Regions from separate parts of the Sus scrofa genome. Here regions 1, 2 and 4 are each linked to region 3. The links are chromatin contacts, called in public Hi-C and HiChIP or PLAC-seq maps. All regions are on one chromosome and are shown on one strand. Each heading gives the region's core, a stretch centred on a gene start, on an enhancer-like site or on the middle of the called end of the contact. The rest is flanking DNA. Distances are from core to core; before and after follow the strand shown.

Region 1 (6,079 bases), core at 1,268-3,767, 640 kb before region 3:
CCCCCTCCCTCCCCAGAAGAAGGAAGTCCACGTGGAAGAAATGGGGAAGTCGAAGATGCTCCTGCTGGGGCTCGTCAGGGTCTCTCGCACAACGGCTTCTAATCCCCAGGGCGGCCGAAGCCTCTGCCAGAAACACGATCAGCGAGGGGCTCCTGGAAACATTTTCTGAGGACGCAGGGAGGGAGCGTATTGTGCTGTTCCTCCAAAAAACAGTCACCACCTGATTCTTCTTTCTTCCCCAGGCCCCGGGCAGCCGCCACCCCCCCTTCCCCTTCCCCCCCCGCCGGGTACTGGCAGCTAAGTTGCCGGGGGAAGGGCCCCTCGTGGGACAGAGTCAGGGGCCATTTTGAAAACTGCTCCTCGGCCCCTGGAGCTCCCGCGTCTCCGGACGTGACTCAGAAGCGCGCTTCAAAATGGAATCGTGCTCAAGAGCCTCCCTTCGCAATACGGAGTTCGACTTTTAAATTCCATCTTCGGGTGTTAGAGATGGTGCGATTGCAGTCTTGGGCCTTCCACCCGGGGCCTCCTTCGCAATCACTTTTATAATTCAGGAAAATAAGGAACAGCAGAAGTAAAAGAACTTCCTCCTTGTCCAGGCAGCAAGGCAACAGCAGAGCTTGAACTTGACTTATTTTTTTTTCTCAGGGAGAGGCGACGGGCTCTCTATACTCCTGAGAAATGAACTGCCAACCAGCAGATATTCCAGTTATTTGATTTGGGTGCTAGCGATGAAAAAAAAATGCATGTAACACTTTTTTTTTTTTTCTTCCCCAATCACTTAAGGGTGCTTTGGCTCCCACCCAAGTCTAGGAGAATGCAAGTAAGGAGACAAAGAGGGCCAGGGTGGGGCGTAGGGCCTCCCCTGGCCTCAAAGCTGAGTCACAGGAATCGCACCCCTGCAGAGGGCGAGGCCCTGGGGCAGGGGACACCGCACCCCGCCTTGGGGATGCTCCTTTACTGCAGCTACGCAGTAAAGGAATGCCTGTCCCCCTAGGTACCACCTAGGCCCTTAGTTACCAGGTTCCGGTGCCCAAGAGCAGGTTTGCGCGGCTGTTGCAAAAATCCATTATGACAGAACAGAGAAGGGGGAAAATGCATTATAAAGGAAGCGTTGCAGGGTGGGCTACACGCATTTTATTTTTCACCCTCACTGCGGTTAGGTGCACGGGTGGACGCCGGGTGGCGCCCCCTCCCCCGGGCCCAGCCCCCCTCCCCCTCAACGCCAGGCAGGGCCCGGACGCCGTTCCGCCGTTCCGGGGACCCGGCGCGAAGGGGTTAAGCGGGCCGGCGGGTGACATCACCTCATTTACATAGGAGCGCGCATATAGCGACAGCCACTGCGCCCCGCCCGGCACTCGGCGGCGGCCACTGCGTAGACCGGATTCCTCTCGCTCGCGCCTCGCTCCGGTGAGCCCCGGGGCCCCTGCCTCCTGCCCTCCGCTCCCCTTCCTGCCCCGCGCCCGCTCTCCCCGCCAGCATCCCCACAGCCGAGCCTGAGTCGTCCTCCCGGGAAAAGGCTGCTTTGGGGAGCTTGGGGATGCCAAACCCTTCCAGATGCTGGGTAGCCGGGTCGGGAACTCGGTGATTTTTTTTCTTTTTTTTAAGTGAAAACTGGCGTTTTGCTATGCAGCTTCGAAGGGAACATTTTTTCCCTTCCCCCAAAGGCGTTCTGCCTTGCCTCTTAGGCGGGTGATTAATAGGAACAGAAAGATCCTTTGTTCCAGCTCACACCCACCCAAGCGCGGGGCTTCGCAATCCCGTTTTGCCTCCAGCCCCGTGGGCTGCATCTGTTGGGGTTTAAGGCGGCTGGAGGCTGTGCTGTGAAATGTTGCAAAGGTCCTTCTCGCAGGGCAATGTGTGCGGTGCAGCCGAATGGCTCTGAAATGCAGATCAGGGTTGATCCAGAGGGTGCGGGGGCAGCTTTGTGCGCGGCTGGCTGCATTGTTGAGCGAGAGAGGGAGGAAGCGGGTAGGGCGGTGGTCGGCGGCGCCCGGCAGCAGCTGCCGCCTTTGTGACTAGAGAAGAAAGCAGGGCAGCCCGCATCTTTGGGAGAGAGGCCGTGGATAGAAAATGGAAACGCTTTGTGCCACCGTGGCTTCATTTTAAGAAGTTTTACTCGATTTTCTTGCCCTTAAACGCCAAACGGCTACGCTCTTCTCTGAAGTTGAAACGCTGCAGTTAACGAGCCACAAGGCTTAATTTCATTGTTCCGAAAGAGACAGCCTCCAAATGTGAGAGTTTATCTCACCTTAGAAGAGCCTCGGCTCGGTCCCCGGCCTTTTGAAATACTCAAAGGAGGTGGGGCGGGGGGGGGAGGCTTCTTTTTTTTTTTTTTTTTCTCTGTAGAAAGAGGAAGATCTTTTTTAGCCCAGAGTGAAAGCGGAAGGAGGCTGAGTTGGGGTTTCAGGCGGGAGAGGCAAGGGCAGAAGCGCATTTCTGGGCCCGGAGAGCCGAGGGTGGGTGGCTCGCCGTCAACCTCCCTCTTGGCTTTGTACCTTTGCAGCGTCCTCTGCAACCATGTCTGACAAACCCGATATGGCTGAGATTGAGAAATTCGATAAGTCGAAATTGAAGAAGACAGAAACGCAAGAGAAAAATCCACTGCCTTCAAAAGAAAGTAAGCAAGCCCCCCCCACCCCCTTTAAGAAAAAGCCAGGGCGGGGCGGGTAGGAGAGCTTGGGAGGGGCTGGGAGAAGAATTGGGGTGGGGGGCGGGGTGTGCGGGGGAGGAGCCCACAGGTTTTTGATGAATATGGCTTGGAAAGGTTAATTTAAAAGCGTTTTGCAGCCAACAAACACAGGGGTTTAATAATTTCCTAATGGAATGTGTAACAGACCATATTTACACATGTTCAGGTTCATGCACATATCGCATGATGGGCTGCCTCAGTTGTCCTTGGAGAATTTTTGTGATAAAGATGTTTTAAAACGAAAGTACGGGACTCCTATCCTAGGCTATACTGAATTCGCCTCGTCAGCCTCCTCCATCTTCTTTTTCTTTTTGTCTTTTTCTTTCCGGTCACAGCGATTGAACAGGAGAAGCAAGCAGGCGAGTCGTAATGAGGCGCGCGCCGCCAGTATGCACTGTACATTCCACAAGCATTGCCTTCTTATTTTACTTCTTTTAGCTGTTTAACTTTGTAAGATGCAAAGAGGTTGGATCAAGTTTAAATGACTGTGCTGCCCCTTTTCACATCAAAGAATGGCGAACTACTGACACGAAGGCCGCGCCTGCCTCTCCCATCTGCCTGGGTGGCTGGCAGGGAAGGAAAAGAACTTGCATGTTGGTGAAGGAGGAAGCTGGGTGGAATTTAGAGTAAAAAGCGAGCTGGTCCAAGGTGTCCTGCGGGCTGTAAAATGCAGTTTAATCAGAGTGCCATTTTTTTTTGTTCAAATGATTTTAATTATTGGAATGCACAATTTTTTTAATATGCAAATAAAAAGTTTAAAACGTGGCTGGTGTGATGGTCTGGTCTCTGAAAGGAGCGGCTTCCTCAGAGGAAACCTTGGCAAAAGGGCCAAAAGAGTGGGTGCGCTGGGAAGCAGGAGGTGACAGACATCTGGTAATTTGGGTAAATTCTCCGGAGACACAAATGGGTTTCATCCAGGTTTGAAATACCTCGCGTCTATGCTAGACACAAATGGGTTTCATCCAGGTTTAAAATACCTCTCGTCTATGCTAGACACAAATGGGTTTCATCCAGGTTTGAAATACCTCGCGTCTATGCTAGGTAACCGGGAGATGGGGTTTTTTTTTTTTTTTTTTTTTTTTGGTTTTTTTGTATTTTTTTTTAGGCTGATGGAATTCTTACTATCCAGAGTTGAATGAAAATTTTGATAAACATAAATTTGCAGTTCTTTTTAAAAAAGGGTTAAGCCAGCACTGAATCTCTTGCACACCTGATCAAGAACCCGAAGGTGGTGGTGATTCACAGGCACACTCTTTGTTTCAGGTGTCAAACAGCCAGGGGTATTGAGCCAATTGCGAATGCATCTTGTGAGATAAGGGAAAATTTAACATTTTTAATAACTGCTTTATAAAAGGATTCAAGAGCTGTGCTTCCTCTGTCTAATGGCTGGTTCCAATTGGAATTAAGTCGTTAAAATAGCTTTTATGAAATCGGTGTACTTGGGATGCATGATTAGGACTTAAGATGAATTCTCAATTTAGATAATGAAAAACTGTTGGATTTGAAGGACACCAGGGGGACAAGGATGAAATGGGTGCTGTTTAAAATCCAGTAGGATTTAATTGGCTCACCTCCAGGGCTTAGCTTTGAGTCCTTGATAACTTCTCAATCATTTGAATACACCTATTTAAACTGGTGGGTAAAAGCCAAGCCTTAGATTGAGGGGCCGTTAATAGGCAGAAAGGAAAACAAGCTATCTTAAGGTCTTGAGTGGATTCCTCCATTCTTACATAAGGAAGAGTGCAGGTATTTTTTCAAAAGAAAGAGTTACACATTTTATTAAAGTGGAGATGGCTTTTAAGGCTGGTACTCACTGAAGCTAAGATTGACAATGCAAATGTCCAAGATGTTAAACTGCCCCTGCCTTTAAAACCCTTTTTGAAGGAGTGGAGTGGAGGGCAAATTGGTGATTATTAAACAGGTTGATTTCATTTCCTTTGCTCAACACTTACTTTGAGAAATGCACAGGAAACCATTTACCTGTGGTTTAGACAATCAAGCAGACCATCGGCTAGAAGCCTGTATCTGCCTTGCAAGGGAAGGGATGGGTACAAAACCCGAAGGGCCTCAGCCTACTGGATGGATCGAGAAAAGAGCAGTGAGCACAAAGGTCTAGAGCCTTCTCGAGATGGAGCCCGGCCCTCCAGCCCTGCGTTTTCTCTTCCTGCCTGCAAGGAAGGGTGTGGGCAAAATGAAAATGCCCAAGGCACAAAGATAAACCAAGCACACGTAGGTTTTTGCTGTGTGCATTTTTCGAGCAGTGCAAAGATGAAATCCGATTGTGAGAAGCGGACCCAACTCTGGATTTCTCAGTTTTAAAACGAAAATGAGCATGAAGGGGGAATGGATGAGTCGTGAAGTGATGGGAGAGAAGACCCTTCTCTCCTGGGAGGACAAAGCTCTAATGTAGCCAAAAAAAAAAAAAAAGTAAACTGAAAAACCTGGTAAGGATTGAATTTTGGCTGCTTGGTGGTGGGAGGGGGTTCCAGAAGCTTCTGTATGTATCACACTGTACACTCAGCTGCTGCACATGGGAAATGGGGAGAGTGCTTTTTCTTTTCTTTCCTTTTTTTTAATGGAGGAAGAGAATTCTTTTTTCTTCCCGAGAGGGGATCTTCTCAGAGGGAGGACCGGGGCATTTCTGAATCAGTATGGGAACTTATATCCCTGCTACTTCCGAGCAGACAGTATTTTTCATCGACACCAAGGGGACCTGAAGGTCACGGGTAAAGTGAGGGATCCTTCCCACTGTAGGAGACCCTAGCCACTGCATCTTCCACCCCCCTCTCTCCCCAGGAGGAAACAGGCCCAGGGAATTTGCCTAAAAGCCCAAGGTCACACGGCCTGGGCTTTGCTGGGACTCCAGCTCAGTCTGAATTGATCAGGATCGATACAGCAAAAACAGAGGAAGTAAAAGAGGCTCACCGAAGGACATTGGGGACAGAGTCTTAGTCGTTTCTCCATGTCACCAATTCCTCCATCATCACAGCCACACTTTATAGTCTTCCCACGGAGGGAATGTGCAAGCTCCTTGATTGCTTCAGGAGAACAGCACAGCTTTGGGGCTGTTATCTTCAAGGCTTGTGTATGTGGGGGAGCTGGGGGAAGGCCTGTGCCTATGCGGGGCCTCTTCCACCCCTGGTGATCTCTGCAGCCTCCCACACCCCCCGTGACTTAGTTAGCGTAGCCTCTTTTCCGTGTCCCAGGAAGATCTGTTTATGTCCCCAAAGAAGCCTCAAACTCCTCCAGACACCAAAATAAAAGAATGCTTCTAATCCGAGGGGACCAATTTGGTGCTTTCTAGAAAGAACAGTGCATTTTGTAAACAACCTTATGGCCAAAAAATAAAAAGGAAAAAAATCTGGAGCCTTTCTGAGTGCGCTAGTGTAA
Region 2 (5,871 bases), core at 1,972-4,471, 790 kb before region 3:
CCCAGATTCTCTCTCAACTCCACATTCTAAGAAGCTAGTGCCCTAGGGTGGACGGTTGGTGGACTGGGGGGCTGGTAGACCTAGTGTTCATGTCCTTATGTTGACCCACACCACTTTGACATTGGTCTTGGCCAGGTGACTTGCTTTGGCCAATGGGATACTGGCAAACACGACAATAGCAGAGGTTACTGAACATATTGATATGCTCTTGCTCTTTGAGGCTTATCTTCTTGAAACCCAGTAGCCAAGCTGTGAGGAAACCCAAGCAGCTCCAAGGAAAGGCTAACGTGGAGGAAGAAAGGGACAGTGGTTTGTTTGCTGGGGTGATTTCAGTCCTTGGGGGACATTTAGCAATGTCTGGAGATATTTCTGGTTGTCACAATTGATGAGGAGGTGCTGCTGGTAGACAGACCAGGGATGCTGCTAAACATCCTACAACGAACAGGACAGGGCCCACAACGAAGAGTGACTCCTCTGCCCAAGTATCACGAATAAAAGGGCTTCAGAGAGAAAGTGTTCATCGTTAAATAAAAATCATCTCTAGCTCTTTATTTGAGCCTGTGTATTTACCAGTGACAGCTTTCTGGACAGACTGCTACTCATGATGATTTTAGATGATTGTCATCCATCCCAGTGGCACAGTCCCCCCTTGTTTACACTCAGCATTTAAGCATCATCAAAGCATTGAGCCAACAACCATTTTATTAGCTGTCCCAACCCAGATATTACTTCTTCCTGGTAGTATTGAAGTCATGGTTTGTGAAAATTCAATCATCGCTTCCAAACGCCCAGCCATTAACAGACTCAGAGGACAGGGGCTTTAGCTTCTACTGCTTAACAGAGTACATCTGTTTTGTTATCAAAGAACTGCAGCCTCACCATGCTAACAAGAAGCCGCTTTCCCTTTGAGAAGAACGTCGTGTATATATTTTGCCTACGAGACAAATTTTGAGTACATAAAAATTATAGTAATATCGTTGGTAGTAAATTTTATTAGGAGACTTTAAAATAATTACATTGGCAGACTCATTCAATAAAAATTTTAGACATATGGTTGAGTATGAGTATAAATCTCATTGCTATGGTAATTATCCATAAAATACACAGAGAATAAGTCATTGCAAGTAGGGTTTTCTCTTTCAAAAAAAAAAAAATAGAGCACCTACACATCTCCAGGTGGAATGAAAAGAGGGCAGAAGAGCTGCCAGAATTAGTGTTTGGGGCAATATTTTGGTAAGCAGGCGGGTGTAGGAGTTTAATAGAAACACTTGATGGACTAGGTAGTTTATTTTGCAAAGTACATAGACCTGGATGAAAAATTCCAATGATTTGAATTATCCCAACAACCCCCCAATGCCCAATAGTATGAAGTCAAATTAGAGCAGCCTACAACCTGCAAGTGGCCTTGTCTTCTTGATGGAGAGGCAATTTTCAGCAATGTCAGGTAAAAACCCAGACATTTATCTTACCTGTTTAATGCGTTTTCATTGAGGAATGTTAAACTGTGACCAGCATCATTAACACTGCGCGTCCTCCATCACCATGTAACACATCGCCTTCTCCTATGCCTGTATTTGCCTCTTGAGAAAACCTTTTGGCTCCTGTCTGCAGGGAGGGAGGGAAAAGTGGCGCCTCCAAAGAGGTTGAGGGCTGCTGCTGCTGCTGGGGGCCACCTGAGTCCTCTGAGTTGCTGCGATCTGGCTGGAGGGTTGCCGCATTCACCTAAAAATAAGGAATCTGGAAGGGCCTTGGTTCAATCCAACTCACCATCAAGAGCAATCTTGCCCCTTCCACCTGTGATCGGGGCTTAGATGGCCCCTGGCATTGCGGCTTTTTCAAGGAACCTAGGTAAATAATTCAGGATTTGTGGGCCAAGAGGAAAACCGGCGAGGATATCATGTAAGTAGATATGTAACAAGAGAGAAAACAAACTTTCACAATGTTTTATTGATGGAATCCAAACTAGAATAGTAATTGAGTGGGTTTTTTTTTCTTTTTTTTTTGCAGTACACACCCACTAATGAGAGAAAGGTGTTCCTTTTTGAAAGGGATAATATTTCTAATTGGAGTCCAAAGGTATTGTCGTCATTATCATCGATACACACATGTTCAAGAGTAAAACAATGTTTAGCGCTCTGGTACAAACAGGCAGCATGCGTTTGCAGACCCCCTGCAGTTGGGCACCAGTGATCTGCAACGGGTTTTGGGTTATTCCAGGTTGGGGGTCGCTCCTGGCTGCAAGGCGCCTCCATCGCCACTTTCCGCACCCTCCCTCTGTGCCCAGTTAATCCGGTTCATTGACTCGCCCCCGCGAAGCAGGACAGAAAAGTCAAGATTAGGGTCCCGCAGCTCTCCCTTGGAGCCAGGCCACCCAGGGTTTCTCATCCTATCGCCTTGGTGTTAGCATCCCCCGCCTGGCAGCACTCGCAGGAACTTTCTCCAAGCCTGCTCCCCCTCCCTCTCCCGCTCCGCCGGCTTCTCCTCCCGCCCCGCCTCCTCCCTTCCCGCTCCAGCTCCTCCTCCCCCGCCCCTCTCCCTTCAGCTCCTCCTCCGGCAGCTCCACCTCCGGGTTCCGCCGCTGCCCTTTCCCACCCCACCTCCTCCTCAAGCCCCTCCTCCCTCAGCTCGGTCCCCTCCAGCTCCTCCTACCGGAACCGCGGCTGTGCTTTCCCGCTCCTCCGCCCTCGGCTCCTCCTCCGAGCCCCGCAACTGCGCTTTTCCGTTCTTCCCACCCCGTAGCCCCTCCTTCCTCCGTCCGGGGCCCTCCAGCTCCGCCTCCGGTTCCGCGGCTGCGCGTTCCTTTTCTTCTCGCCCCTCCTCCCGCAGCTCTGCCCCCTCCAGCTCCTCCTCCGGAGCCCGCGGCTGCGCTTTCGCGTTCTTCCCACCCCGCAGCCCCTCCTTCCTCCGTCCGGGGCCCTCCAGCTCCGCCTCCGGATTCCGCGACTGCGCGTTCCTTTTCTTCTCGCCCCTCCTCCCGCAGCTCCGCCTCCCTCCAGCTCCTCCTCCGAGACTTGCGGCTGCGCCTTGCGGTTCCTCGGGCTCCTCCTCCTCCTCCAGCCCCGTCTCTCCGGCTCCTCCTCCTGCCCGCTCCGCCCCCTCCAGCTCCTCTTAGCTCCGCTCCTGCTGGTGTCCTCCACTCGCGCTTTCCCGCTCTCGTCGGGGCCTCCCGTGCTTCTGCCGCCTGTGCCGCCCCGCGCCGCTTGTAGCCCCGCGCGCAACCATGCCCAACATCGTGCTCTTCAGCGGCAGCTCGCACCAGGACCTGTCCCAGCGCGTGGCCGACCGGCTCGGCCTGGAGCTGGGCAAGGTGGTCACCAAGAAGTTCAGCAACCAGGAGACCAGGTGGGGGCCGAGCCGGGGAGGGCGCTGGGCTTGCGGTTGCGGGGCCGGGCCGGGGCCGGCGCCCGCCCGGGACCCCCTCCGCGGCCGCCCGCTCCCCTTCCGGGGCGGGACGGCCACTATGCGGCCTCCGCGCCACCGCCGCGGCGTCCGGGAGAAGCCGAGGAGGGCGGCCCCAGCCCGGAAGAGCGACCTCGGGGCGGTCACAGGGTGTCGGGAAGAGGTGGGTGCAGCCGGCGGGAACCGCGTCGGTGCGGGGCACGCGGGGAGGGACGCCCCTGGGCGTGCTCGACCCGGGGTCCGGGTTCCTGCTGGGCAGATCCTAAGCCCCGGGCGGGCTCTGTCGGGAGCGTCCCGCCCACGTCCCCGGCCCCAGCAGCGCGCTGGATTCGCCGCGGACGGTTGAAAATGCCGCTTCCCTGCCATGCCCCAGAGATTCTGATCCGAGTCTGGGGGCGTTTTAAAAGCTCACAGGTGACAGAGTTGGGCGTCCAGGGTGCTGGTGTCTGAGTTATCCAGGTTGTGGTCCTGCATAGTGTTTAGAGCCTGGGAACTCGCGGGCGCACGTGCTGGGATCCCCTGTGCTGTTAACTTTTCTGCCTCAGAGTTGATGGACTTTTTTCAGCTTCGTCGTCGTCCTGGGTCTCTGCTGTGTCCGGCAGCAAGGCCATGATGGCTTGAGGGTAACTGCTGCCTCTGTCTCAGGTCCACAAGAAGTAGTCTGTTCTGTTCAGTGAGGTCAGGCCGGTGGCCCCCTCAGATATCTTTGGCAAAGATCCAGTTCAGCCAGCCTTTTCAACAAGTGGTGCTGGCACAGTTGTTGCAGCTGCCAAATAAAACCAAACACAGACACCCCCCCCCAAACAAACCATCCCCCAAACAAAAATAAAAACAACTGCATCCGTACTTCCCACCATTTCAAAGATGAACTTGAAAATGGATCACGGGCCTAAATGAAAAACCTAAAACTAGAAACTTCTCGGAGGAAACAGGGGAGACAATTGAATGATCTTGAATTAGGCCAAGATGGCTTAGATACGGAGGAGAGATGTTACTCCATGTCCAGAAGCTGGAGTTGGCTGTTGAGTCAGCTCTCGGGGATATGGGAAGCCCTTCTTCCAGGTGGAAAATGCCTGGTATGCTGCCCTGACGGTAATGGAAGTGAAGAAACATTTGCGAATGGGTGTCTGATGGTACTAATGCAGGAGTCATTCAGCTAAAGAATGCCGCTTGGCATCCAGAGGTCTTGGAGGATGCCTAGGGCTCTGGAGAAGGATCGTCGATCTAGGTTTGAATGCGGCAGCATTTTGCCAGTCCCATGCACGTTGCAGGAGCTTTCAGAAGAGTGTGATAATGGGTGGTGGCCTGTAAGTCAAGGAGAAATTACTTGCTTTTGCCTGTTTTAGAACAGCCTCTTGATAATTGGAAATCAAGAGATTTCAGAAACCACTCAGCATGAAGTCCGGGCATTGCTTACGGAGTTACCTTCTATGCTTTTACATATGTTTGATGTTTTTACGATCTAGACTTTTAAAAGGTTAATTTCCTGACTGTTCTCTTTTCCACGAACTGTCTAGGTCCAGAGGTTGATTTTTACAAACAGGCCTTCCTGTGTCAGGTACGGTGCTAGGGATCCAGTTTTTACCAAGGTGGTCCTAGAGATGAGACGCAGACGGGCAAAAGGCTGAGAGCATTGATGCAATTTCTGTCCAGGGGCCCCTTCCTGACTCGATCCCTCAGCCAGGACCAGAAATCTGGTCTGCTGTCTGCTGGTGCTCACTGGCCCCATTCCTCATTTATAAGACACTGTCTGATTGGACACACAGTCTCCATGATTTCACCTTCTCATCTCTAAATCCTGTCAGCTCTGCAGGAGGATGTCGTCCCAGCTTTACCATAGACCCGTGAAATCCCACAGCGACATCCTAGGACAGCAGTGATGAGGGTGTCTGAAAGGCTGCTGTGACCCCTTCTACTGGTCACTTCACCTGCCTGCAGAGTCTGCTCTCTGGATTTTAAGACCCAAAGTTCTGGCTCTCCGTTGTGTAACACATCACCCCAGAACCTCATGGCTTAAAACAGTAATTGTTGATTGAACTCGCAGGCTGGCCATCTGGGCCGGACTCAGCAAGGAAGGCTTCGTTCCCTCCCATGTGGTGGCGTCAGGGACGCTTCACTGGGGCCAGATGATCCACTTCTGAAATGGTTCACTCACATGGCCAGTAAGTTGGCATTAGCTTTTGCCTGGGCGCGTGGTCAGGAACCTCAGTACCTATCCGTAGGGTGCTGGAGCTTCCTGATTGGAGCATGGAAGCTGAGGGCCAAATGCAAAGGATTCTAAAACACAACAAAGGGGAGCCACTAGGCTCTTAAGGCCTGAGCCCCAGAGGGCCTGGTCCCTTCTGTGCCCTTGTGTTGTCAAGCACGTAGTCTTCCCAGACCCAGGGGCTCGGACCACAGATCACACCTCTTGATGTGAAACGTGCTTGTCTGCGGCTGGCTTTTAATTACCGCACCCATTCCTTGTTGACA
Region 3 (6,025 bases), core at 1,632-4,131:
CTTCATCATCTGCTGCCAATCTGCTGTCGTAAATTGCTGGTACAACAACTTACATTCTAGAGAAACGGCAAAAGGGACAAATGATGTAGGAAATGAGAACAAGAGGTGTGAAAATGACTCAAAGGTTACTCCAGGTACGAGAGGATATGAAGTGGAACTTTTCCTGACTTGGAGTTTTGCCCAAAGCTGAGCACAGTGTTAAGTGCTCATTGAGTACTTTTACCTTCTTTCCTTCTTTTTCTTTCTTCCTTCCTTCCTTCCTTTCTTTCTTTTCTTTCTTTCTCTCTTTCTCTCTCTCTCTCTCTCTCTTGCTCTCTCTCTCTTTCTCTCTCTCTCTCTCTGTCTTTCCTTTTTTCTCTCTTTATTTTTCTTTTCCGACCATACTCAAGGCACATACACTGGGTACTTTTCTAGAGAAACATCCCAGACCATCTACACAGGGCTAAGTGAGGAGCCCAACACGACTTCTGCCACCCTTGGCCTGTCACTCCTTTTCAGCTGATGTGCAGGAGAAGAGTGGAACAGGGCTGTTAGAATTCTAGAATCCTCTGGGAGATCCTATTGTGGCTCAGCGGGTTAAGAACCTGACATAGTCTCTGCGAGGATGCAGGTTCGATTCCTGGCCTCTCTCAGTGGGTTAAGGATTTGACGTTGCTGCAACCTGTGGCCTAGGTTGCAGATGCAGCTTGGATATGGCGTTGCTGTGGCTGTCGTGTAGGCTGGCAGCTGGTTTGACCCCTAGCCTGGGAACTTCCATATGCTGCGGATGTGGCCCTAAAAAGGAAAAAAAAAAAAAATCTAGATGCTTCCTTCCGCCTTCCAGGCAAGTGGAGGGGAACTTGGAGAGAACCACTCAGAGAGATTGACAGGTACCCTGAACTGAATTGAAAGGGCACAAGAAATGGTGCTTGACTTTCCTGGAAAAACCCAACAAATGGGGAGCCAGCTCGGGCTGCTGAGCACTACCTGTGACTATAAATTGAGTGGCTGTGGGCAGAGTGGCCTCTGCTTCCAGGACTTGGGGGGCAAGCAGAGCTGCTGGGGCTTTCCCAAGGGCTGAGTGCATATCAAGCAAGTAGCTTGTTCTGGAAGGACCTTGCCCAAGAGGCCTGTCTGCAGGTGAGGTGACCCAACAGAAAAAGGTTGTGTGGGACATGCCGGCAAACACAGGAGCTGGTGGTCACCCAGACAGAACAGAGAATGGGTGAGTAGGGGCCCCCAGCAAGGCTGGGATCTCCCCCAAAATGCCCAAGGTGAACCAACAAAAAGAGCAAAAGATGCAGGAGTTCCCTTGTGGCCTAGCAGTTCAGGATCTGGTGTTATTACTGCTGTGGCTCGGGTTCAGTCTCTGGCCAGGAACTTCTGCATGCCTTGGGGCGCTGCCAAGACAAAAAAAAAAAAAAAAAAAAAAAAAGAAGCAGCCTTTGGCATGGGTTTGATCCTGGGCTCTGCACAGTGGGTTAAGGATCTGGCGTTGCTGCAGCTGTGGCGTAGGTCACAGCTCAGGCTCAGATTCAATTCCTGGCCCAAGAACTTCCATATGTTGCAGGTAATGCAGAAAAAGAAAAAAAAAAAAGGAAATACTAAGAGTTTTTATTACAAGGAAAAAACTTTTTTTGTTTTATTTCATGTTTATGTGAAATGATGTTTACTAGACATATTGGGGTAATCATTCCCTGATGTATGTAAGTCACATCGTTATGCTATACATGTTAAACTTACACAGTGCTGTATGTCAATTATATCTCAATAAAACTGGAAGGAAAAAGAGAAAAAGGAAAGCAAAGCTGTGGGATTTGCTCAAGCCTCAAGCTCCAGCCATAGCGCAGTCAAGCGGCAGGGGAGAGCCAACACACCTTATTTCAAGGCACTGGTGAGAAAAAAATAAGTTTCTTCTTACTTACACCCTACACAGCAGTAAATTAGATTAAAAGGTGTCTCGCTTTGTTCTTGTGACAGAAACTATTTTATAGGAATAGCCTTTTGAAACGAATCTTTTGAATTACATCTAGGATAAACCTGCAGTATTTCAACAGTTTTAAAATGGATTGTTGCTGCCACTTTACTAATCACAGCTTTTGTCTCAGTCGTGTCTTCCCTCCTAGGTAAGGTTTATCATATTGCTCACAGAGTCACTCTGCTTCCTAACAGCATCCAGTTCGGAGCAAAGCCCTGCTTCCTTGAACCTTCCTCTGATTAGCAGAGAAAGCTGCCACTTTGTCTAGTTCTATCATCACTCTGTCTTTATTGGATCCTTGCAGGGAAAGACTGTGTACAGGTGGGGCGTGCCGGATGCACAAGTCTACCTAATGGATGTCTTCTATTTTCATATCAACAGAGCCATGCGAGGGGTGCCCTAAGTACTGGTTGAATTTATCACTGCATGAAATATACTGATGATTCACATTTTTGTCCAGTTTTGTGAACATTTAGCTGAGCACCTTTTTTTTTTTTCTTTTTATGACTGCACCCGCAGGCATATGGAAGTTCTCAGGCTAGGAGGTCCAACTGGAGCTGCTACACCACAGCCACAGAAATGCCAGATCGCAGCCGTACCTGCGACCTTCACTGCAGCCTGGTGGCAACGCCAGATCTTTGACCAGATCCTTGACTGGTTAAGCCAGGTCAAGGATTGAAGCCACATCCTCATTAAGACACTATGTCGGGTTCTTAACCAGCCAAGCTACAAGGGGAACTTCTGAGCACCTCTTAAAGCAGGAACCGTACTTTATAGAGTAGCTCAACAAACTTGGCCGCTCAAAAGCGATAACGCGCGTAGTTTCCTTTCGCTCAAGCCCAGGGGCCGACTGTGGGCCCTGGCCACGTGACCTCCTAGAAGGCGGGGCGTCCCCTCGCCCACCGATCGCCCTGCGCAGGCGCCACTTCCCTAGTACGCATGCGCAGGGCGCTGGGTTCGTGCTCCCAGCCGGTGGGCTTGGATTGGGTGAGCCTCTGTGGTCCCGCCCCGGGACCTGGAAGTTCCCACTGGATGGGGGAGAGCTCCGAGGGCTCCCGGTCTGGACCGCACTTCTTGGTGAGCCCGGTTGTGGGTTGCTTGGTGTCTCTGCTCCTGCAGAAAGGCGGGCCTTGTTCCCAGAGTAAGCCTCCCCTTGCCCGGGGAGGCTCTCGGTGCCCTCAGGGACGGGGATGCCCCAAAGCGGCCTGTCTTCCCCTTCCAGCCGAGGTCTTCGGGATGGGCAGATCCCTGGGGGCCGCTGCTGCCTGTGTGCTGGATGCCAGGCTGTCATCCTTGGATGGCTTGTAGCAGCCCTCTTTTGTCGCGCCACCCCACCCACTGAAACCCGAACTTGGGCCAGAGTGGACCCTTGGCGCTGGTTCCTTCCCATCGCTGCACCTTTACTAGGGGTCGTCATAAAGTGAAAGAGCCCTAGCACAGTATTGTGTGACTTGAGAAACTGCAAGTCCTCTACCAACGTTTGGCATCGTTTCTCTCCATAGAGGAAGGGGCTCCCTGTGTAGCTAGAGAGGCGTATGTGGGTTATGGCCAGAAACTTAAAATTTCTCTTTAGACCTTAGACATAGAGATATAAACAGATCTTGGTTATTGCTCATTTGTTACTAGCTTTTGGAAATTTCTCTTTGCTCTTCTTCTCAGGGTTTAGGGTGGACATGTGCACTTTAACCATGTACCATCATGTCAGTTAATATTTACAAGCTTTTACATGCAGTCACTCAACAGATACCTAGGGCTTACTCTTGCTGGCACTGTATAAACTCTTTTTTTAATTTTTAAAGCAGGGCTCTAGAATCACTCTAATTGCCTATTCTGTTTCTTAGCATTATGTATTTATTTATTTTTGCCTGTGCCTCCAGGCACGTGATCCTGCACCACAGCAGTGACCCAAGCCGCTGCAGTGACAACATGGGATCTTTAACCTGCTGTGCCACAAGGGAACTCCTAAACTCTATTTTTGATATGTATTCAGAAGCGAGGGGTATAGGTGTATATCAGCATTGTCTATACTAGAGTATGTTCTAGAACTGTGTTGTTCAGTGCAGTAACGGCCAGCTCCTCAAGGCTATTGAGCTCCTAAAATGGACAGATTGAGATGTGCTTTGAGTGTAAAATAGTGAATTTGGGAGAATTAGTATGAAAAAGAGAATGTAAACTGTCTCAGTTTGTTTATACCAACCAGCATGTTGAAATGGCAATATATGGGGCTTCACTGGATTAAATAAAACGTGCTATTAATTTCACCTATTTTTTTTAACATGGCTACTAGAAAATTTTAAATTATATTTCTGTCTTGCATTATATTGTTGTTAGACAGCACTGCCCTGAAAAGGAGTCAGCTGACTATGGCCTGCAGCCAGATCCAGCCTGCTTGTCTTTGATTTATTGGAGCAAAACCATATCCATTCATTTGTATATTGCGTATGGCCGCTGTTCCTGCTACAAAAGCAGCAGAGTCTTCCATGCAGAGATTGGAAGACCTGCAAAGCCCACAGTGTTTATTATCTGGTCTTTTTATAGAAAGTTGCCAACCCCTTACCCTAGCACAATGCTTGATATGAGAGATATATATAAACGTCTTCATTGTAGCCCTGTGTCATTGTCAGGCTTACTGTGTGACAGTTCTAAGGCCTTTGGAAGGACAATCTCATTGAATTCTCATAGTAAACCTAGGATGTTGGACTCTCACCTTTTAGACCCTTTTAGACCCTCTTTATCCCCAAATGGCTTGAGTCTTGATTAGCCCACAGTAGGCACTGTGCTGCTGTTTCTTTTATCTTTTTCTTTTTCTTTTTTCTTTTTTTTTTTTTTTGAGCTAGAATGTGTGTGTATGTGTGTGTGTGTGTGTGTGTGTGTGTGTGTTTTCTTTTCTTTTCTTTTTAAGGGCCGCACCCATGACATATGGAAGTTTCCAGACTAGGGGGTCGGATTGGAGCTGCAGCTGCCACCCAACACCACAGCCTCAGCAACGCTAGATCCAAGCTGAGTCTGTGACCTACACCACCAGCTCCCGGCAACACCAGATCCTTAACTCACTGAGTGAGGCCAGGGTTCAAACCTTCATCATCCTCATGGATACTAGCCGGGTTTTTTTTTACTGCTGAGCCACAACAGGAACTCCTGAACTAGAATTTTTTTTCCAGTGATTTTCTGAACTAGAAATGAGACAAGGTTGCCCCCCTGCCCCATGGAAGAAGCTGAGGGGAGCTGGGCTTAGGTGCAGCTGGCACAAGCAAACCGGTCTGTGATACTCACAAGCAGAGAGAAGAGAGTAGCCTGGCTGGTCTTTTCTCAGTTAATGAAGCCAATACTTGTTGAGTGATGGTAAGCCCTGGCCAGGTGTTTGCCCCGTGTGTATCAGGGAGTGAAACAGACATCCTTCTTCTGTGGTCCTGTGGGGACGGCAAGCCAAAAAGAAATTGGAATGTGATATATACGATGAAGAAAACCAGTGTGTGAATATTGCGTGTTGCTAACAGGTGTCCTCATCTGTTAAGATAAGCCCTGTGCCCACCTAGGGGCGGCTGTGAGGATGGAGGTGACGTGAGTGTGTACAGCACACAGCGGGCACTGCCTTCTACTGCTAGCAGGTAAGTGCGGGAAAGAATATGGGCAATTGGCTGCCTTGTGACACTTAAAATGTCCACAGTCCCCTGTTGCAGTTTGTAGAGAAGGTGCTCCGGTGAGTTGTGCACAGCAGGTGTTTTTATTTTTTTTGTTTTCCTTTAAGGGCTGTACCTGCAGCATATGGAAAGTCCCAGGCTAGAGGTCAAATCGGGGCTGCAGCTGCTGGTCTAAACCACAGCCACAGCAACACAGGATCTGAGCCGCGTCTGTGACCTACACCACAGCTCACGGCAACGCCGGATCCCCAACCCACTGAGGAAGGCCAGGGATCAGACCTGCATCCTCATGGATACTATTGGGGTTCTTAACCCGCTGAGCCACAACAGGAACTCCAGAAGTTGATTTTAATATTTCCTAGTATAATGAGGCTCATCTAGCAAATTCCAGAATCAGAGGGGTTGTGCAAGTTCAGTCTAGGAGCAA
Region 4 (6,001 bases), core at 527-3,026, 670 kb before region 3:
GTTACCCACACGTGTCTCCTCCCTAGAGCATCTTAGAGCAGCTGTTTAATAAATACGGAATAAAATTTGGAAAATTCCAGATAGTCATCTAATGTTTATCGTAGAAATGATGCACATGGCCTAAAAGTGGCTAGTTTGGGGGAGAAAGCAATATGTTCACTTTATGTGCGACTCCACCTTCTCGCTACTTCTCGGTATTCACTCAGCTTCCAGCTCTGCGTCAGTGACTGCCATTTTCATGAACCATTGGCGCCCTCTAGAGTTCCCCATGCGGTAAACCCAGAAATGCCGACAAATCTGTAACTAGAGAGAAGGCCTTGTAGAGGCCTCCTCTGTAGTGAAAACTGTCTGGGAGGGAAACCACCCCAGGACTGAGTCAGGTACCCAAGGGGCAGCCTCACAACTACAATCAAGCTTGGGTTTTCTCACTCCCAACAGGGGTTTATAAAAATAATGTATAGAAATAATAGCCATTTAGTGAACAGCAGCTCTGTATTTAATCCTTACCAAAAATCCCCACAGAGAACAGAACTGTAACCATTTACTGGTAAGAAAGCAGGTTAAAGGTCTTGCTCCAGCTGACACAGCTTGGTGTCAGAGTGAGAATTTGTACCCAGTTCTTATTTGCTTTGAAATCTAAACTTGTTTCGCTTCCTTCTCTGTCTCATGTCCTGTTGTAAAGGTCAGATCACATACTAGGGTGTAAATCACCATACGGATATAAGGGATGAGGATGAGAAATGCCCGCCCATCTTAATTATGAAAGTCCCATGTGTCCCTTGGGTCCTCTTTCCAGCCCACATCATCTTGTCTTTGAAGCAGTGGGTCTTCAGCTTGGGCAGGCATCACCTGGAGGGCTTGTTAAAACAGCCCGGGGCAGGCCTGAGAATTTGCATCTCTAACAAGCTCCCGGGTGATGCTGATGCTTCTGGGTGGAGACCATGCTTGGAGACCCACTGGTCCAAGCATCACCCAAGTACCGCACTCAAAATGAACAATTTCGGTTTCCATGTTTGACAGCACTTTGCTCCCCTATCCTGGCACTTCTTTGTGTTGTCTCGGTCACAATTAGTCGCTTCAGATCCCTCCCCAACAAGACCAAAAGTTCCTTGAACCGCAGTCAAGGAACCGCAATTTCCTCACGCCTGTATCCCCCCCCCCCCGCCCCCGCCTTCGCCCCAAGTGCCAAGCCCAGTGGATGTTAGGGCAACTGTTGAATACATGGGGAATGAAATTCTGGAAAGTGATCTGATAAATACATTCATTATATAAGTGATGCACATATTAGCCTTTCCAGAGATTTCCATGGTTCGTTTACGGACGGCAGTATCTTAAGCCCAAATGAATATGTTTCTAATGATGTCCATTTGGGCAATGCTGAGGGGATGTAGTTTGAGCAAACGCCTTCTGAACAGTTTGGCTTCTTCGGGTCTCCCTGCTCCTCCACCTCATCTGGATGGCTCTGCATAGCTGCTCAGCTTCCAGTGGCCGGAAGTTGCAAGTTAGGCACTAATCTGAACACGCCATCATGATTTTCTGGTCACAGAACATGAAACATTGCAAAGGAAGGCTCATTTAAGATGCAGGTGAACATGGTCCAAAGACAATGTAAACTCCTAGATGCGTGTGTCTTCCTTTTCGCGTTACCCCATCGGATAGGTTCCTGGAAAGTTCTTTCCGCCGCCGGCAGCCTGGCTGCTGAGTCTGGAGCCACAGCATGAGGTGGGTCCAGCGGGGACTGCGGGGGGCTTGCAACGCTTCCCCACGAGTCAATGCCAATCACTGCCGGCAGGGGGCAGCCACAGTCTACCAAAAGCGTTGGCTTTCCGCTTCGCTAGGCGCTAGGGTGTGGAATCTTTGTTTATTCTGAGAGCTGGCTTCTCACCTGCCTGTGGACACAAACCCTCCTCCAACCAGTACTACTACCATAGCCTCAGAGCAAGTGCGTGGAAAAAAAGCGAGTCGATAAAAGGCTGGATCTAGTGCAAATCAGAGAATGGGCTCGATCTCATACAAAGAGCAGTTTGGGGCGGCGGGGGGGGGGGGGGGTGACCTAAGCGTACACAGTTTGTCCAGCAGTTTCTAGGTTTAATCCATGTAGACATGAACCAGTAAACTCAAGTGAAAGTTTTTTATTGGCTCCTGGTGATGTCATACAAGGCTGGGAAAACTGGTTTGCTGGGTGTGGGGCTTTTTTTATTCCCTGAAACATCTTCTAGAAAATGCTCTAAGGCCTTTCACCTTCTGCCCAGCCAGGGCCTTTAGCTGTAACTGGATACTAAGCTTTTCCCAAACAGACTTTTGACACACAATAGAAACCCCCAGGAAAGCGGGAGTGCGGAAAATAAGCTCGGCAGCAGCCGGTCAAACCTAGATCAGCTGGGAGTTTCTGTGGGCAAATGCAAGGCCAGGGTCCCACCCAAGAGGGTCTGATGAACTGATCTGGACACAACGTGGGTGCTGGAGTTTTGAAAGCTCCCCAGGTGATTCCACCGTTCAGCCAAGACTGAGAACCATTGTTAGTTGTGAGCCTTTGTTCCTCTGTGAATTCCCACGCCCACCAACTAGTCTAGATGCCTTCTGCCTTGAGCACCAGTTTGAAACATAACCCCTGGAGTTCCCTGGTGGCCTAGTGGTGAAGGATCTGGTGGTGTCACTGCTGTGCCACGGGTTTGATCCCTGGTCCGGGAACTTCTGCATGCCGCGCGGCAGCCAAAAAATAAAATAAAACCCCCCGTTAGCATAGGGTCAGAGGAATGGAAACCTGATCAAAATGGAGCAGAGTCCATTTTTTTTCTCTCTCGAATCGCCTCCATTAACTGCTCCCATAGGATGCCAGCCTGCTGTTTACTTTCTCCATCTCTGAATGGAGTGCTTGTACTTGCTGACCTTCACATACCTCCAGGTTGTCTAAAAGGAAGCCATGGGGCACTTTGACTTTTGAGTGACCTGGCAATTTGTTTGCATCAAATCCCTTTGAACCTTTGCATTGGATGATGAGGTCACTGTTTCCATATGTTGCCTAAACCCTGGAGTAGAAGGCTCCAGGCACAATTGAGGTCAAGTCGGCTTGAAGGTTAATACACAGGGGCCACCAATGGAGGCAGTGACCTGGGTGAGTCCCAGGAAACCTCATTCTCATGGCCCAAAAAATGGCCATCTGCCCCATGAAGCCTCTGGGACAGTTAGACTAACCATCCTAACAGGATGAGTTAGGGGGGTGTATAGTGTGGTTGTGGGGGTGTGGTGGAGGGACTAGAGCTTTGGAGTGTATGACAAGCTGGCACCGGCCCCCTCTTACCAGCCAACGTGCACTGATGCAGGTTTCTCACTGGCTTGGAGCTTCCCCCTGCTCATCTGTACTCCGAAGAAACAATAACCATGTCAGCTGGTATGTCAAATAATGGGATAAAGCTGTGATGTGCTGGGAATGCTTAACAGCTGGTTGGGGGCAGGGAGAGGGGCGGGCAGCACCCTGATATGTAGTGTTTGCCCATTTCCATGGTATAAATGCTCCCACCATGGTTGATTTCAAGACACCAGTGTGACATCACTGCATGTGGAATTGGGAAGAAATGTGGCAGAATCTCACAAGAGATTTTATCCTTGTCATCCCTTGCCCCCAAAGGAGCATACATGCTGACATACGGTTTTACCATTTTTAAAGCACTTTCACTTACACTATCTCATTTAATTCTCAGGGCAACATCGCCAGATGGGCAGGGCGAGCGTTATTTCTCTGTTTAATAGATGGGAGGCCTCAGGCTCAGAGGGTCCAGAACAAACTGCTCAAGGCCACACAATAAGTAATCTGTAAAATGGGTGCGGTAGGCGGAATAATGGCCCCCAAAGATGCTCGCATCCTCCTCCCTGGAACCTATGATATGGAGGTTACACAGCCAAAGGGAATTCAGGCTGTGGCCAGAATGAAGTCTGCTAGTCAGCTGAAAATAGAGAGTCCTGAATTATTCAGGTGGGGTGAAAGTAACCCCAGAGGTCCTTACAAGTGGAAGAGGGAGAGAGAACCAGAGAGAACGTGACTACAGGGGAAGGATCAGAGAGATGCAATGTGGCTGGCTTTGCAAATGGAGAAAGGGGTCAGAAGGCAAGGAATGTGGACAGTTTCTAGAAGCTGTAAAAGGCAAGAAAGTGCATTCTTCCCTAGAGACTCCAGCAAGGGACCCAGCTCTCCAGCACCTTGATTTGGGTCCTGTGAAACCCTCGAGAGACCTCTGCCTCCAGGGTTGTGCAGTAATACATGTGTGTCGTTCAAGCTCTCAATTTGTGGTCATCGGTTCCAGCGGCCACAGGAAAGGTATACAGTGGACTGGCGATTGGGCCTCTTCCTCCTCCCTCAAGTCGCAGCTTAAATTCTGCCTCCTGGGGGGAGTCTCCCCGCCCTCCTTTCTAGACCTTTGCTTTCACCCCTGAGTTCCCACACCTGGCTTTTAGCATTCGCCATATGGTTGGAATTCATCCATGTCAGCCTTCTCCCTAATCCCTAAAGGAAAGACAGACTGCTCCTCCCTTTTGCATCACTTTCTGCCAGTGTGGTTCCTTCTCCAAGACCAAAGCATAATAACTAGATTCAGAACGTGTGAATGCTGGACTCTGAACGCAGCAAGAGTACTGCCCTCCCCAGCGCTGGGAATCATGGCACTGAGCCCTCAATGCTGCAGGACAGTAAATAGCCTCTCTTGGTAGCGCCTGGAGCTGCCCGCCCCACTTCCTGCAGTGCATTCTGGGAACTGCAGGAAAGATCAAGACGACCCGTCTTCCCATTGGCCTCAGAGGTAGCCTTTCCCCCAAGACCAGAATGTGTCTGTTAGCCTCTTTGCCGAGGATTGAGGGTTTTGGCTCAAGACTGAAGAGACAGCCCGATGAATGGGTTCCGGGAGCCCCAGACTCTGAGGCCACCATCTTTGTCTGAGCAGAGCTGGTCATTGGATTCCCGCCTTTAGGCCAGTCACTTATTTACTCTTTCTTCCTCTATCAAATGTGAGAAATACCAGTTCTGTGTTTGGCTTACTTTCAAGGCTTTAGAAAATGGGGTGCCAAATAAAACCAAAATGGTACTATCCTGTAAAAGAAAAAGAAAGAAGGAAAGAAAGAAAGAAAGAAGGAAGGAAGGAAGGAAGGAAAGAAAGAAAGAAAGAAAGAAAGAAAGAAAGAAAGAAAGAAAGAAAGAAAGAAAGAGAGAAAGAAAGAATTAAGAGAACGGAGCGGAGTTCCCGTCGTGGCGCAGTGGTTAACGAATCCGACTAGGAACCATGAGATTGCGGGTTCGGTCCCTGCCCTTGCTCAGTGGGTTAAGGATCCGGCGTGGCCGTGAGCTGTGGTGTAGGTTGCAGACGCGGCTCGGATCCCGCGTTGCTGTGGCTCTGGTGTAGGCCAGTGGCTACAGCTCCGATCCGACCCCTAGCCTGGGAACCTCCATATGCCGCGGGAGTGGCCCCCAAAAATAGCAAAAAGACAAAAAAAAAAAAAAAGAAGGGAGCAAAAGAAGTATGGAGAGGTGCTGACTGCTGTCATAGAGTTAGTACACTGAAAACAGATGAGATCACGTGCTAAGAAGAGCCAGGCTACATAGGAAAGTTCACGTTCGCAGAGAAATCACCTTCTTTTTCTTTTCTTTTTAAAAAATTTTGTTGGCGTATAGTTGACTTACGATGTTGTTTGTAGCTTCCAATGTACGGAAAGGTGAATCAGTTATACATACAGCCTTCTCAGATTCTTTTCCCATGTAGGTTATTACACATTTCTGAGTAGATGTCCCTGTGCTCTACAGTAGGTCCTTGTTCTTTATGTATTTTATATATAGCAGTGTGTATATGTTAATCCCAACCCCTAATTTATCCCTCCCCCCACGCCAACGTTTCCTCTTTGGTAACCATAAGCTTGGTTTTGAAATCTTTGAGTCTGTTTCTGTTCTGTGAATAAGTTCTTTCACATCATTTTTTATTAGATTCCACATATTCGTGCTCTCTGATGATATTTGTCT

What was found. Hi-C and Micro-C count contacts between places; a contact is called where the count stands out from the background. HiChIP or PLAC-seq counts read pairs in DNA pulled down with a chosen protein or histone mark.
Region 1: a contact with region 3 is called in an H3K27ac HiChIP or PLAC-seq map of alveolar macrophages. The contact joins the promoter of TMSB4X here to the promoter of TCEANC in region 3. A contact is called at or near these places in 4 of 47 Hi-C or Micro-C datasets (embryonic fibroblasts, epiblast stem cells, heart right ventricle and 1 more) and 1 of 2 datasets of contacts at active chromatin or transcription factors (alveolar macrophages).
Region 2: a Hi-C map of alveolar macrophages shows a contact between it and region 3, with 2.1 times the contacts expected there. The contact joins the promoter of LOC110257839 here to the promoter of TCEANC in region 3. A contact is called at or near these places in 2 of 47 Hi-C or Micro-C datasets (alveolar macrophages and heart right ventricle).
Region 4: a contact with region 3 is called in a Hi-C map of alveolar macrophages, with 3 times the contacts expected there. The contact joins the enhancer-like site here to the promoter of TCEANC in region 3. A contact is called at or near these places in 10 of 47 Hi-C or Micro-C datasets (alveolar macrophages, embryonic fibroblasts, epiblast stem cells and 7 more) and 1 of 2 datasets of contacts at active chromatin or transcription factors (alveolar macrophages).

Annotation. Positions count from the first base shown.
Region 1 is chrX:9,648,209-9,654,287 of Sscrofa11.1, forward strand. It overlaps TMSB4X (thymosin beta 4, X-linked), which reads left to right and starts at 2,518. Exons shown (of 2, transcript NM_001044555.1): 1 at 2,518-2,617; 2 at 3,025-3,059. The coding sequence starts at 2,518. The coding sequence ends at 3,059. It overlaps LOC100511794 (a long non-coding RNA gene), which reads right to left and starts at 1,195. Exons shown (of 3, transcript XR_002340577.1): 1 at 1-1,195.
Region 2 is chrX:9,501,933-9,507,803 of Sscrofa11.1, forward strand. It overlaps LOC110257839 (histone transcription regulator 3 homolog), which reads right to left and starts at 3,222. Exons shown (of 4, transcript XM_021080605.1): 1 at 3,144-3,222; 2 at 2,650-3,107; 3 at 1,470-1,722. The coding sequence starts at 3,222. The coding sequence ends at 1,498. It overlaps PRPS2 (phosphoribosyl pyrophosphate synthetase 2), which reads left to right and starts at 3,102. Exons shown (of 7, transcript NM_001243801.1): 1 at 3,102-3,342. The coding sequence starts at 3,221.
Region 3 is chrX:10,290,795-10,296,819 of Sscrofa11.1, forward strand. It overlaps TCEANC (transcription elongation factor A N-terminal and central domain-containing protein), which reads left to right and starts at 2,882. Exons shown (of 2, transcript XM_003134933.4): 1 at 2,882-3,034.
Region 4 is chrX:9,624,730-9,630,730 of Sscrofa11.1, forward strand. No RefSeq gene overlaps it. Among named protein-coding and RNA genes, the nearest start is that of TMSB4X, 23 kb to the right of the region's middle. Within about 2 kb of position 1,777, at least 27 of the 83 cell types and tissues checked have an H3K27ac peak or open chromatin away from gene starts, as enhancers often do. A contact at or near this core is called in alveolar macrophages, epiblast stem cells, mesenteric adipose tissue and 2 more, where this site is marked.